Regions from separate parts of the Mus musculus genome. Here regions 1 and 2 are each linked to region 3. A link is a contact called in public HiChIP or PLAC-seq data. All regions are on one chromosome and are shown on one strand. The core of a region is the stretch at or near the end of the contact, and the rest is flanking DNA. Distances in the headings are between cores, read along the strand shown.

What was found. HiChIP or PLAC-seq counts read pairs in DNA pulled down with a chosen protein or histone mark.
Region 1: a contact with region 3 is called in a CTCF HiChIP or PLAC-seq map of the NIH/3T3 cell line, with 9 read pairs. The contact joins two enhancer-like sites. A contact is called at or near these places in 1 of 15 datasets of contacts at CTCF or cohesin (the NIH/3T3 cell line), 3 of 484 Hi-C or Micro-C datasets (cortical neurons, embryonic stem cells and liver) and 1 of 115 datasets of contacts at active chromatin or transcription factors (fibro-adipogenic progenitors).
Region 2: a contact with region 3 is called in a CTCF HiChIP or PLAC-seq map of the NIH/3T3 cell line, with 5 read pairs. The contact joins two enhancer-like sites. A contact is called at or near these places in 1 of 15 datasets of contacts at CTCF or cohesin (the NIH/3T3 cell line), 2 of 484 Hi-C or Micro-C datasets (embryonic stem cells and liver), 1 of 115 datasets of contacts at active chromatin or transcription factors (embryonic stem cells) and 1 of 9 other capture datasets (embryonic stem cells).

The regions. Positions count from the first base shown.
Region 1 is chr1:71,967,922-71,971,976 of GRCm38.p6, forward strand. The region is part of intron 1 of 4933417E11Rik (RIKEN cDNA 4933417E11 gene); the gene reads right to left. Among named protein-coding and RNA genes, the nearest start is that of 4933417E11Rik, 35 kb to the right of the region's middle. Within about 2 kb of position 2,725, at least 17 of the 459 cell types and tissues checked have an H3K27ac peak or open chromatin away from gene starts, as enhancers often do. A contact at or near this core is called in the NIH/3T3 cell line, where this site is marked.
Region 2 is chr1:72,142,760-72,146,963 of GRCm38.p6, forward strand. No RefSeq gene overlaps it. Among named protein-coding and RNA genes, the nearest start is that of Gm4319, 21 kb to the left of the region's middle. Within about 2 kb of position 1,927, at least 27 of the 459 cell types and tissues checked have an H3K27ac peak or open chromatin away from gene starts, as enhancers often do. A contact at or near this core is called in the NIH/3T3 cell line, where this site is marked.
Region 3 is chr1:71,690,201-71,694,842 of GRCm38.p6, forward strand. It overlaps Gm46094. Among named protein-coding and RNA genes, the nearest start is that of Gm30160, 36 kb to the right of the region's middle. Within about 2 kb of position 1,496, at least 35 of the 459 cell types and tissues checked have an H3K27ac peak or open chromatin away from gene starts, as enhancers often do. A contact at or near this core is called in the NIH/3T3 cell line, where this site is marked.

The sequences.
Region 1 (4,055 bases), core at 1,475-3,974, 280 kb after region 3:
GTGGGTCAGATGTAGGCGGATATAAGCAAAATCCTAAGCCCCACCCAACAGTCTCTACACGGTTTCCCCTCTGCCTTCACACAGAAAGAACTCTCAGTGCCACTGAGATGAGTTTATTTGATTTTTCTAAAATAATACAAAAGGAAAGCCAATGTGCGCCTTCCTTATGTCGCCTAAGCTCAAAGCATTGAACCATATGAGTAGACACTTGGTCACAACTTGGGATTGGTTATTTCTCTTTGTATTCTCTCTTAGTTCTCTCTGCCTTTCCGCCATTCCTGTGACAGCACATGACTGGGGTGTCCCCAAGACTAAAGGCAATATCTCCAGTGGGCTGAGACCAAGGATCAGCAAAGGAATAGAATAGTGTTGACAATGGTTTCTGACATGGCTTGCTTTCAGTGAGTAGCTCCTGGTGAGACAGGTTGACCAGCAGCTGGCAAAGGAAAAATTGATTCATTTTCAATAAATATTGGGTCAAGAGTTCAGTTGATCCATGCACATTTCTAGATTTCATTTGTGCTTTAATGAACTAGCTGGGGCAGGTGGAGGGGGTGGGGCAACTGTAAAACCAAGGGAATTCCTGTCGGACCACACCACAGAGCTCAGTGTAAAACTCAAAACTGCTTGCCACATGGGCGTGTTGATAAAGTACCTGCTGTGCAATGTGAAGACCCAGGTTGGAGCCCAGCACACACGTGAAAAAGCCAGGTGTGGTGGTTCACATCTCTAACTCCAGCACTGAGAGCAGAGAGTCGGGCAGAGCCTGGACATTCATTTGTCAGCCAGCCTAGCCAAACCGATACCCTTCAGGCTCAGTGGGAGGCTCTGTCTCAAGAACCAAAAGTGAATTGAGGAAAGGCACCCAACACTGATGTCTGTCCTACACACACACACTGACACACACACACTGACACATACACACACATGCTCCCACACACATGCACACACATGTGCATGCACATGCACTCATATACATGCATATGCATAGGCATACACACACACACACACACACACACACACATTTTTAAAGGTGAAAAATGTCACCAAACTTCACAAAAGAAATTAAAACTTCTCTTTCCTTAAAAGGAAAGAAATGTATTCATGCATGTATTTTGTGTATGTGGGTGCTTTGTCTGCATGCACATCCACACAGCAGAAGAAGGCACTGGATCCCGTTATAGATGGTTAAAGCTGTCATGTGGGCTGTGAGAATTGAACTCAGGACCTCTGGAACATCAACCAGTGCTCTTAACCACTGAGCTCTCTCCAGACCCTCCTTTCTCTCTTCTTCAAAACCACCTTTACTTAGTGTCGACTTCAGAAACTCTTTTCCCCTTGATTTGATCTAAGCTAGATTTAATTCAGTGGCACATGCCTCTAGTCCCAGCGACTCAAGAGACTGAGGTTAGAGAGACATTTGAGCCCAGAAGTTCAAGGCCTTCTTAGGAAATACAGCAAGACCCACCTCTAAATTCATCCAGCCAGCCAGCAATCAATACCTATACTTGATAAAGTTGTAAATTACCAGAAGAAATAAGAAAGTAAAAATAAGTAACAACATATCTCTTCACCCCCTGTCTATTCAGTAAATAAAAATTTACTGCGTTTTTATGCTGAGGGAAGGGATAGAGCTACTAAGCTACTGTACCTTGGACATTCAAAGCTCTGGAGAGAGTATGTCCATAATCCTGACACAAGGTTTCCTCACTGAAGGCCCATAGATCAGTAGCTAGCACACAGCAGATACTACATAGGCATCTATATGGGGGTGGTGGTAGTGGTAACAATCCCATTTGTATTTGTCTTTAATAGAGAATCTCTTGTCCATACTCCAGCTAACCGTTACCTTATCTCTCACTGGGCTCCCCTCCCTATCTAGAGACTTGGCACCTATATCAGTCTATTCTAAATACTCTTCCCAACCGACATTTATCAAGGAATCTTTTCTTTTTTTAGTGTGCATGCCATGTACCTATGAGTGTGGGTGTACCTTGGCTGTTATTCCTTGGGTGTTATTCACCTTGGGAGGAGGGACGGTTGTTTGGTTGTTTGGTTGGTTGGTTGGTTGATTGATTGGTTGGTTAGTTGGTTTTGAGGCAAAGTCTCTCACGTGATCCATAATTCACCAAGTAGGCTAAGCTGACTGGCTGGTGAAGCCCAGGATCTACCTGTCTCTGTTTCCCCAACACTAGAATCACCTACCACCACCACACTCAACTTTGTCTACATGAGTTGCTCAGGATTAACTCTGGTCCTCTGCAAATTAAGCACTTTACTAGCAGAGCCATTGCCTCGGCCCAAGATTTTTTTGTTTATGTGGTTCTTGGAGAGAGAGAGAGAGAGAGAGAGAGAGAGAGAGAGTTCACAGATTAAACTACTCTCCATCATTAATACTCAGAAAAGAAAAATGTGCAGTCAGGTCTCAGCACTGTCCCTTCTTGAATTCCATCCATCTGCTGCCTGGATGGTGCTGACAAAACCTCTATTTCACTTTATAGATTCGTTCATTCAGTAATTTCCCTGTTGATTCATTGGTCTCAAGTCAACCTGTCAACATTCTGCCTTGTAGATTCAAGAACACAATTGCGTAGGAAGGGAAGGTAAATGTTGGCTTTCCTCTGCAGGAGACAAGAAGATGATTCATCCCTCAACATTCTTCTGCTTTAAGGCCATTTCCAGGAATGCCAGGAAGCAAGAATGAAGTCAGCAGCCAATGCGCAGACGAAGACATTTTTGTGCTGTGTCGATTCATAAGACCATTGGTTGCTACTACTGGAGAGATCCTACTGCATTCAGGATGGTCAATAATCACCAGCTAATTGCAAACGCCAGTCAACACAGCAACTCCCAACACACATACACACACAGCCTGACTCATTCGCCATAAGTCCAGGTTTCCCCAGCCTGTAAACATAAATAAGAAAGGTCATTTTTTCTATTATTTATGGCAACTCAAGACTCCATTTATCAAACAAGCTGGGTCTCAGCCTCTTTCCCTGGGAATCCTCCAAGGTGGTGGTAGTTTATGTACTTTCCTGAGTCAGTTGGTCTCTGCTTCCTCAAGTTCAGGCCATCAATCTCTAATCTGTCCATGGGCCACTTAGGCCAACTGCCAGCTGCCATTTACTCCTTTAGAATACTGCCGACCCATTTCTGGCAATTGCTGCTGCTTCTGTGCTGTTCTTGCTTGGGGAAGAAAGGAAGAGAGCAAGGCACCTCTCCTCTAGGTATGCAAGAAATGCTGCTGTACACAATACAACCTAGACGCTCATCCCTGACAAGTCTTGAGACCAAAGAAAGGAACTGTAACTTTGCTATTCCAAACCAGTTCCATCCCTCAGCATCACCTAGAGCCTGACAGTAATTCATCTTCTCAGGTCTCATCCCATCTTCCTAAAACATAACCCGAATGCCAGTAAGATTCTCGGGTCACAAGTATGCATTTTGAAGTTCAAGAAACATACATTTCAACACAGAAGGACTTTTATCTTCGAGTCAGGAACCTACTATTGCCTTGCTGGACCCATTCACTGTCCTTCTCCATCTTGTGTTGAGCTCAAGATGCTAACCTCTGTTAAAACACACTAACAGGACTTCCTCTACCAATCAAGAAACAACAGTGAACAAATGAATCCTTGATGACAGAAGATATTTTGTACTTTACCCAAGAAGTGTGTGTGTGTGAGAGAGAGAGAGATATGAAATATTCTCTATATAATATTCACTTGTGATTTGCTAAGCTTCCTTTGAGACACATATATGGCAATACTTTTGGAATGTGTAACAAGAGAAGTAGGTGACAATATTACCAGCACCAAGCACAATTATCTAAAATAGCCATATGTTTTTCTACACATAAAAAAAAAATGCCAAGTCTATACTAAGAAACCAACATTCCTCATGAAGAGGCTGGCTAAGCCAACAAAACCCACGGGGTACAGAGTGGAATTGGTGGGCTGTTGGGTGCCACCTGATCCTTCTTACAAACAATATTCTGATAAGTGATTTGTTTGCATTCTTCAGCCTGACTATAACTCTAATGGCCGTGCTCA
Region 2 (4,204 bases), core at 677-3,176, 450 kb after region 3:
GTGTAACTGTGCTATTGAAGGAACTCTAGCATAGAACACTAGGCACCCAGTTACTAGGCCTTCCAAGCCACACACACACACACACACACACATGCACACACACACACACACACACACACACTCACTCACACACACACACACACACACACACACACACGCACCCAAACACCTTTTCCTCATTTCTGCTCATCTCCCCTTCTATCTATCGCTCATCTTCCTCCCCTTACTCTCCTCGGGTCACACCCAGCCCACCTCCCTGTTTTCTGAACCTCTGGGGTTTCTAGGACCTCCGGGGGTAAACATTTTAAATTTGGATCTGACTTCTTTCGGTGACAATCAAGAGAAGGGCACTGGACAAGGGATACACAGCACTGCAGTAAAGACATAGCTTAGTTAACCCAAAAGGCTACACACGGCAGACAGAGCAGCAGTGGTTTTCCATGAGAAGACAATCTTCTCGTGGACAGGCACAAAGGTGCTGCCCTGGAATACCCGCCTATTTGCTGAAAGAACCACCTCTCAGTGAGTATTCATTGGATCCTTTAAGAAATGTCCTCGGGGCCAGAGAGAGGATCCAGTTGTAAACGTGCTCACTTCCATCGAGCCTTAGCACAATCCCCAGGACCCACATGGCAGAAGAACAAGATTCTCATAGGTTGTCCTCTGACCTCCACGTGCATGTTGTGACATGTAGAGACACACACACAGACCAAATAAGCAAGGGTTTTTGTTTTGTTTTTGATGTTTGTTTGTTTACGACAAGGTCTCTCTACATAACCCTCATTGTCCTAGAACTCACTATGTAGACCAGGCTGGCCTCAAACTCACAGAGATCCTCTTGCCCCTGCCTCTCATGTGTTGGAATTAAACACCTGTGCCACCATGCCTGGCCAAATAGAGTTACTTTTAAAAACAGAAACAAGCTTTGCCACTCTTCTGAGAGACCACAGACCTTCCTGGCTCCTCCCGAGGACTCCTCACCTACTGACGGTGCCAGTCTAGTTCTCAGGGAGAACCAAGAACCAACCCTCTAACCTTTTGCCTTTCAGCTTCACCTGTGACATAGTCCTAAAGCATGGTGTAATGCAATTTTCTCTATAACCATTCATTCATTCATTTATTCATTCATTCATTCATGTTTTCTTATATTGAGTATCACCAGAAACCTAAAACTACCTGACCCCCAAACCCAGCATTTAAAACTAACTTGCCGGGATTATGAAAATAGTCTAGAAGCTACTCTTCATAGCTGAAACATTGTGGTTTATCTGAACTCTAGGCAGCCTTCGTGTGTGTGTGTGTGTGTGTGTGTGTGTGTGTGTGTGTGTGTGTGTGTGTTCGTGTGATTGCATGTGTGTGCTTGTTTGTAGGTGTGTGTATGTATTTGCCTATGTGTGCAGGCATTGATAATCACTGATATATATATATATATATATATATATATATATATATATATATATATATACACACACACACATATATGTGTGTGTGTGTGCATGCACACATATATGCCTCATATACTACATATTTCTTGCAATACTCCCTTCAGACTACCTTCCTCCTCTTGACAGTTGAAGAAATCAGTCACAAAAGTTATGCAAATTCCCCATCTTGTTACAGCTCTGCTCACTTGAGACCCCCGGGATGCAGCTGAGAGACTCTGCACTCTGCCATTCTGCTACACCCTTCTCTGTGTTGAGGTCTGTGCCCACCCCCACCCCAGCAGAGCTGTAGCCATTTTGTTCCATGCCTGCCAGCTATTTCACCTTGTTGCTGTAATATGCCTGCCAGTCATTGCCACAGAAAAATAACTGACTCAGGATAGGTCATGCTGACCGTATCCCCTGTTATGTTCTGTATGTTCTGAGGTTTGTTAATCTTAAGAAATTCCACAGCCACAGAGCCAATCAGAATAAAGGTCAGTTATAACTCTGCGGTCTAGCTAGCCAAAATGTCTTGTGTCGGCGCTGATGACTGGACACTTCCTGCCCCTGTGTAGGAAACCTTTGGAAAAACCTATGGTTTTTGTGGGGTTTTCCTTTATAAGCCTGCCCTGAGAAGTGTTTGTTGTTGTAGCTCAGATAATTCTCATCTGATCAGTCTTAGGGCGTGCATTCCATAAACTATCCTTGTCTGACTGAGATTGGTGTTTGCGTGGTTTGTGGAGCGACTTGTGGACCACAACACTGCATCCTTGGCCTCTGATTTTTGATCAAGATCAACAGAAGGCTCAAGGGGGTGAGCAATTTCTGTGACACTTCAGAGTTAAAGTTAAGTGTCTTCCAACCTTGTTTTTTATGTGTTAAACTAAATTTATCAAGACAGGTCAGCTTGGAAATTGCTGTAAAGTTTCAAAAGCAGTCTCTAAACAAAATTTCTCCAGTTCCTTCACAACTCACTGTGGATGTCCACACCTCCACCTTTAAACTCCTTCTAGGGGGCTGGAGAGATGGCTCAGCAGTTAAGAGCACTGACAACTCTTTTGGAGGTCATGAGTTCAAATTCCAGCAACCACATGGTAGCTCACAGCCATCTGTAACAAGACCTGACTCCCTCTTCTGGTGTCTGTACTTACATATAATAAATAAAATAAATCTAAAAAAAAAAAGAAAGAAAGAAAAGAAAAGAAACAACTTCTTCTAAAAGCTCCTGTAACATATTTCTGACATAAATATAGTAGAAATATACTTATTCATGACTTGAAGTATAACATATTGGGTTCAAATTATACAATGTAGCAAAGACATGCTTGTGCCATCAGGAGAAGACACTATGATGAAGGGAAAAGAACTTGAGATAAAATATGTCGCAGTTATTCGTTAGCTATTTGAGTTTGAAGAAGTAATCTCTGGACTGGGTCCACATTAGGCAAAGTGAGTAGTGTGGAATACACAACACATGGACTAATCCTGACTGTCAACCTTACTGGATTCAGAACCCCTACAAGTAATACCTGTGGGCATACCTATGGGGAATTAACTGGAGAGAGAGGACCTACTGAGTGTGGGCTACATTATCCAAGGGTCTTGGATCTCAGACCAAGGAAAAAACTGAGAGAGTGGGCTGAGAGCCGGCAACCATCTCTCTTTTGCCTCCTGGCTGCAGATATAGCATGCCCAGCCACCAGCCACTTCACCCTCCTGCCACCATACTTCCCCACCAAAATGGACTAGAGTCTCAACTCCTAAGCAAAACAAAGCCACTTGTCCTTAAATTGATTTTTCCAGGTTTTTTTCATTTGGGCTAATTGATTTTTCCATTTGGGCTAAATTTGAAGCAAGTTTATTAAATACTAAATCCTGACCAAGAGATGGACTTTAGTCAGGACCATTCCCTTGAATTCCCCAGCTGAGAATGGCCATGTTGCAGGAGTTTGTTTATAAGGGCAAAGCTATAGGCCACTGTATTTTTCTATGAGCCATTATTTTCCATGAACTACAATTCCCAGAATTCTAGGAAGTCACCTAGTCCCTGAGCAGGTTAATTTTGAGTATCCATCTGGGCTCTAGAATCCTTACTGTGGAATCTCAAAATCCAGAATTATCTTGGAGTAAACTATTAAGATATAGACTTTTAAACTCAAAGAAGTTTATAAGTAAAAATTCATTAATTAACTAGTCATAAAATGTTAATGTAAAACAGCCTAATGTAACTATCATGGCTGGAGACTCACTCACACACCTCCATTCAGCTATCACACTCCTTAAACAATGATTTAGCCCAGTGGATCTCAGCCTGTGAGACCCCATTGGGGGCTAAACCCTTTCACAGGGGTTGCCTAAGACCATTAGAGAACACAGATATTTACATTATGATTCATAACAATAGCAAAATTGCAGTTATGAATAGCAACAAAAATATCTTTATGGTTGGGGGGCTCATCACACATGAGGAACTACATCCACAGCATTAGGAAGGTTGAGAACCACTGTTTCAGTCAAATAGAAAATGAATCTATTCTTACTTACCCATTTTCCCTCCTAATTTCTTTTAAGGTGCAGGAAAGCTGTGAGCTGGGTAGATTCCTCTATGTTCTCTGGTAGCATCGGTCCTTGAGGATTTTTATCACAACCTGAGTTAAAGTGACTCAGCCAACACCAAAGGCCATTGAAAGCTGTCTCTGGGTTCATTTTGCCTCTGTTATGAATGCTGCTCGTGTGAGACAGTGGATAAAAGCTGACAATCAAGAGGGAAAACAAAGGCC
Region 3 (4,642 bases), core at 246-2,745:
TCTATAGCCCATTCAGAATAACCTCACAAAGCTCTCCATTCATTGACTCTGCTCCCAGACTTTGCACCTATCTGTGCTTTCCAAGGTTTTCTTCCTATGATTTAAGTCTCCTCCATGTTCTTCCCTTTGCTCTGTATTTTATACAGGCCAAAGTCCATTTGGTGTAGCTGTCACACCCTCCTCCAGATGTCCTCTTGGCTCGCCTATCTTTTTAATCTTGCTCAGATGTAATTGTTCCAGTGAACCCACCTTTGATAGTCCTGATGAAAGTCGCAGTTGACCCCTATGATAGACAAAATAATTTGTCTCCAAAGATGGTCATATCCTAACATCTCAAACCTGTGTCTATGTCACACTTCGTGACAAGAGAGAGAGAGAGAGAGAGAGAGAGAGAGAGAGAGAGAGAGAGAGAGAGAGAGAGAGAGAGAGAAGATAACTCTGGAATATTTAAACATGTTGGAGAGCATTGCAAAGTCTTTTATAAAAAGGAAGGTCAGAGAAGGACAGATAACAGAAGCGGAAGCAGGATGAGGCCATGCATCAAAGAATGCGGGTAGCCTCTATAAGTTGCAATGGGTAGGGGAATAGATTCCCCCCTGGAGCCTTCCAGAGGAATGCACCCTATTCATAGCTTGGCTGTAACCTTGTGAAAACTGTTTTATACTTACAACCTATAGACATGTTAGATGATAAATTTATTTTGCGATCAGGTTTATGAAAATTGTTTTTAAAAACTAATGTAAACTAATATAAATACAAAATAATATAGAAATGAATTCAATCCCCACCTCTACCCCTCTCAGCCCATGGACTGGCTAGTTCCCTCTGTCTTTGGATGATATAGTTATTATTTTACCCATTCATTCCTTTCACTTTCTGCTTTTACTCAGAAAAAGATCAATCCCACAAGATCAGGGAGTATTTTATTTGTTATTACACCTCAATATTAGAACAACCTGCCAGATGCTAAATTCGAAAAAATATTTGCCAGTGGCGATGTATTTGCCCTCTACCAACAGCAATATATCATTCTTAGGTTCTCTTTAATGTTATGAGATGTTTTAAATTGGGGGGGGGGTGTCATGTATGGTGGCATACAACTATAACCCAGCACTTGGGAGACCGAGGAAGGGAGAAAGTGAGTTTGAGTATGGGTGACATGATAAAGTCCCAACTAGCCATAGACTCAGTCTCATCAGTAAGTAAGTAAGTAAGTAAATAAATAAATACACAAAATGGTTAAAACTGTTCTTCCTAATATTAAGGGATTTGTTGTACACTTTTAGCCCTTTCGGGTGTAAGAGGGTTGGCAGTGTTCAATTATTTTTGGCACAAAGTTGATACAGATGAATTAGCAGTTTTACTCAAAAAAACCCACCCCCATGTTTTAAATGTCTTCAAATGTATTTCACATTTTCGATTTTCAAAAGCGACTAGCATTCCAAAAGCATTAGCAAATTCAAATGTTATGCCATTACCTAATAAAGAAAGCAATCTTTAAATTCTTGGCTAAATACCAACTTCCTGAAGTCACACAGCTTTGAATGTAAGGAAAGTCTTCTGGTGAGAATTCAAAAGTATGTTTCTTAGAGATTTAGGGAAGTAAACCCACCTGGGACATGCCTTCCCGCCTGCTTCCCCGGTCCCACCCCCACCCCCTTGCTCTTCTGCTACCACGAAGTCTCCTTTCTCTTTCAAACTGAAGACATGATAAAATGAACTGAGCCCTGCTTTTTATGAATCAGCCGTGATGGGTTTTCTCATCCTGAGCCACATCCCAGGCTCTTCTGGTACTCCTCTGCTGTCTGGGTCAATTTTCCCTCTCATCTGAGACATTAGCATCACTCCATGTGGTCCTTCAGCTCCATGCTCCAAGGGTGTCTTGGGACTGTAACTTCCTGCTCAGTGCTAAAGAAGCAGCTGTTGCCATAGTTCAGCTAACTTAGAAATGTGACTTTCTCTTTGTCACTATTGTGGAGTAGCTAGTTCTTTGACAATTTCATATGCATATGAAATTACATCCCGGTTACTCTTTCCTCCTACCCTCTCTCATCTCCTTCTTGCCCCTCCACCCCTCCTCCCCAACTTGTCCCTCTCCCAGATGCTCAAGTTTTGGTTTAGTTTAATCAGAGGTGTCCCTGTGACCACAGGATTGGCACTTGCTGTTGTTATCAAAAGGGACACAACAGAAGGTAATGACTCCCTCATTTTCTTTGTCTGTTCAAAGGAAATAATTGAACAGTAAGGGCTCCTCCTGAATCTGTGCCCAGCTATGGATGGCTCCATTCTTGTGCAGATCCAGTACAGCCAGCCAGAGCTGTTGAGAGTTCATGTTTACATGACTGTGGATTGTCGAAAAGATGGCATTTTGCAGTTGGCTACCTGTTATTTGCAAATGTCAAGGAGTGTGAAGACAATTTCTAGCTACCTGGTGCTTTTAGTCTAGTAAATAACTTCCGCTCAGCTTTCATGGTGACAAATATCAGACACTGGATCGTTTACTTTATCTAGTTCTCCAGAAAATGCAAGCGTGCTCTGCATCATTGGGCGGCCAGGAAATCGGTCTATTAACCTGTCAAACTCAGTGGAGGTCACAAGGGACACCGAGCAGAGGGACTGGATTGAGGTGGTTTACTGCAGAGACAGGTAAGTAGGAATCCCCCCAGCATCCTTTGTGAAGAGGGAGGAATGAGAGGGTCCTGGGAGGGCTTAAAGATGGAAATACCCATACACGGTCAGTGGCTCACAAGCCTGTTTCCTGCCATGGACTTTAAAGTATTTGACCTCAGGCTTCGTGTAGGTGGCTGGCCTCTGGCAAAGATTGCCTTACCTGAGCTCTGATGTAAAGGTTGGGCCAGGTGGCTAGCTAGCTGCCACAATAAAGGAGATAAAGAAATTTTCCAACTTGAAGTGTGAGCTCTTGTGGCCAGGGAAGCGCTTCGTTGGTGAATGTAGATAATGAATGAGACACGGTCTGACAAAGCAGTAGAAATACTTTGTTTCTGGACTTTCTTTGATGGTTTGGTCAAAACTTGATCAGATATACTTGCAACTTTCTTTCTTTTCTCTTCTTTTATTTTCTTCTTCTTTCCCTCTTTTCTACCCTCCCTTCCTTTCCTTCTTTTTATATTCTTGCAATGAGGCCCAAACCTGCCCTAAACTCTAGATCTTTCTGCCTCAGCTTCCTGATTAGCTCAGTCTACTTCAAATTTCTGTATCAAATATTTTAATCACCTTGGGTAAGCCCCTATCTCCTCAATTAAGAACAATCAGACAGAGATGCGACACAGGTAAATAAGAAAGCTAGGCATCAAGAGCAAGGGACATTTGGAGACAAGACATCTGTGATTATAAAAAGTCTGATGACTTGCCACACTTGATTAAACAAAATCATGTCTAACTACTATAAAGCTTTAAAATGTGTGGCCATTGGAAAATAGTATTGGAAACATATATTGACATGAAAAAATTCACGGTAGATTACCAAGTTTGAGAAAAGAGAAAGCAGGAAAGATGGGGGGGGGAGAGAAAGAGAGAGAGAGAGAGAGAGAGAGAGAGAGAGAGAGAGAGAGAACAAAAGTACACTGTGTGCTGTGGATGGGGAATCTGGGGTGAGGGTCTGAATGACAGATAATCTTGGAAAAATCACTGCTCAAATACCTAGCAGGCAGTGAGCTAATACACACTGTAGAATGTGGTAACAAGATGACTTCAAAGCCTTAATGGTGATCCATTTTAAATTTTTTTACATAAAATGAGCATAAATGGGCATTTTAATATAATTATTAAAAGTAAATATTATTTTACTCAGAAAGAAAGGAAGAAAGAAAGAAAAGAGAGAAAGAAAGAAAGAAAGAAAGAAAGAAAGAAAGAAAGAAAGAAAGGAGAAAGAAAGAGAGAAAGAAAGAAAGAGAGAAAGGAGAAAGAAAGAAAGGAGGGAGGGAGGGAGGGAGGGAGGGAAGGAAGGAAGGAAGGAAGGAAGGAAGAAAGAAAGAACGAAAGAAAGAAAGAAAGAACGAAAGAAAGAAAGAAAGAGAAAGAAAAAAGAGAGAGAAAGAAAGAAGAGAGAAAGAAAGAAGAGAGAAAGAAAGAAAGACAGGAAAAAGGCATAGGGTCAAAACAGTTTTACAGATGAAGTCTATGAAGAGACGAGTAACTTTTGTCTTGCTTAGGTTTACATAGCAGGAAAGGATGTAAACTATACTACTTTGCTTTAGGGAACTGTCATCTCCCTTCATGCCAAAGCTTAGCAAAGAGACTGGAAAAACAATCTCAGCTAATTTCGCTTGTAAATATGATTTTAAAATTGAAAATAGCATTAGCTTTTATGTAGTCTTGGGTTAAATAGGAATATCCCACAATCAGGTAGCATGTCTTCTAAAATGCAAACATATTTCAGCAATAGCATGTTCTTAATAAATATTTTTTCAGTAGATGAAAAATAAAGTCTTTGATACTAAGATGTCAATGGAGTTTGGAAAATGAATTTGATGATGGTAAATATACAAGTCATAAAAAAAGAATGAATTTCATAATGATATTAGAAGGCACTTCCTAACCAAGCATTGGTGTGCAGGCCTTTAATTCCAGACAGAGAGAACTCTGTGAGTTCTAAGCCAACCTTTTCAACACAGCAAATTCC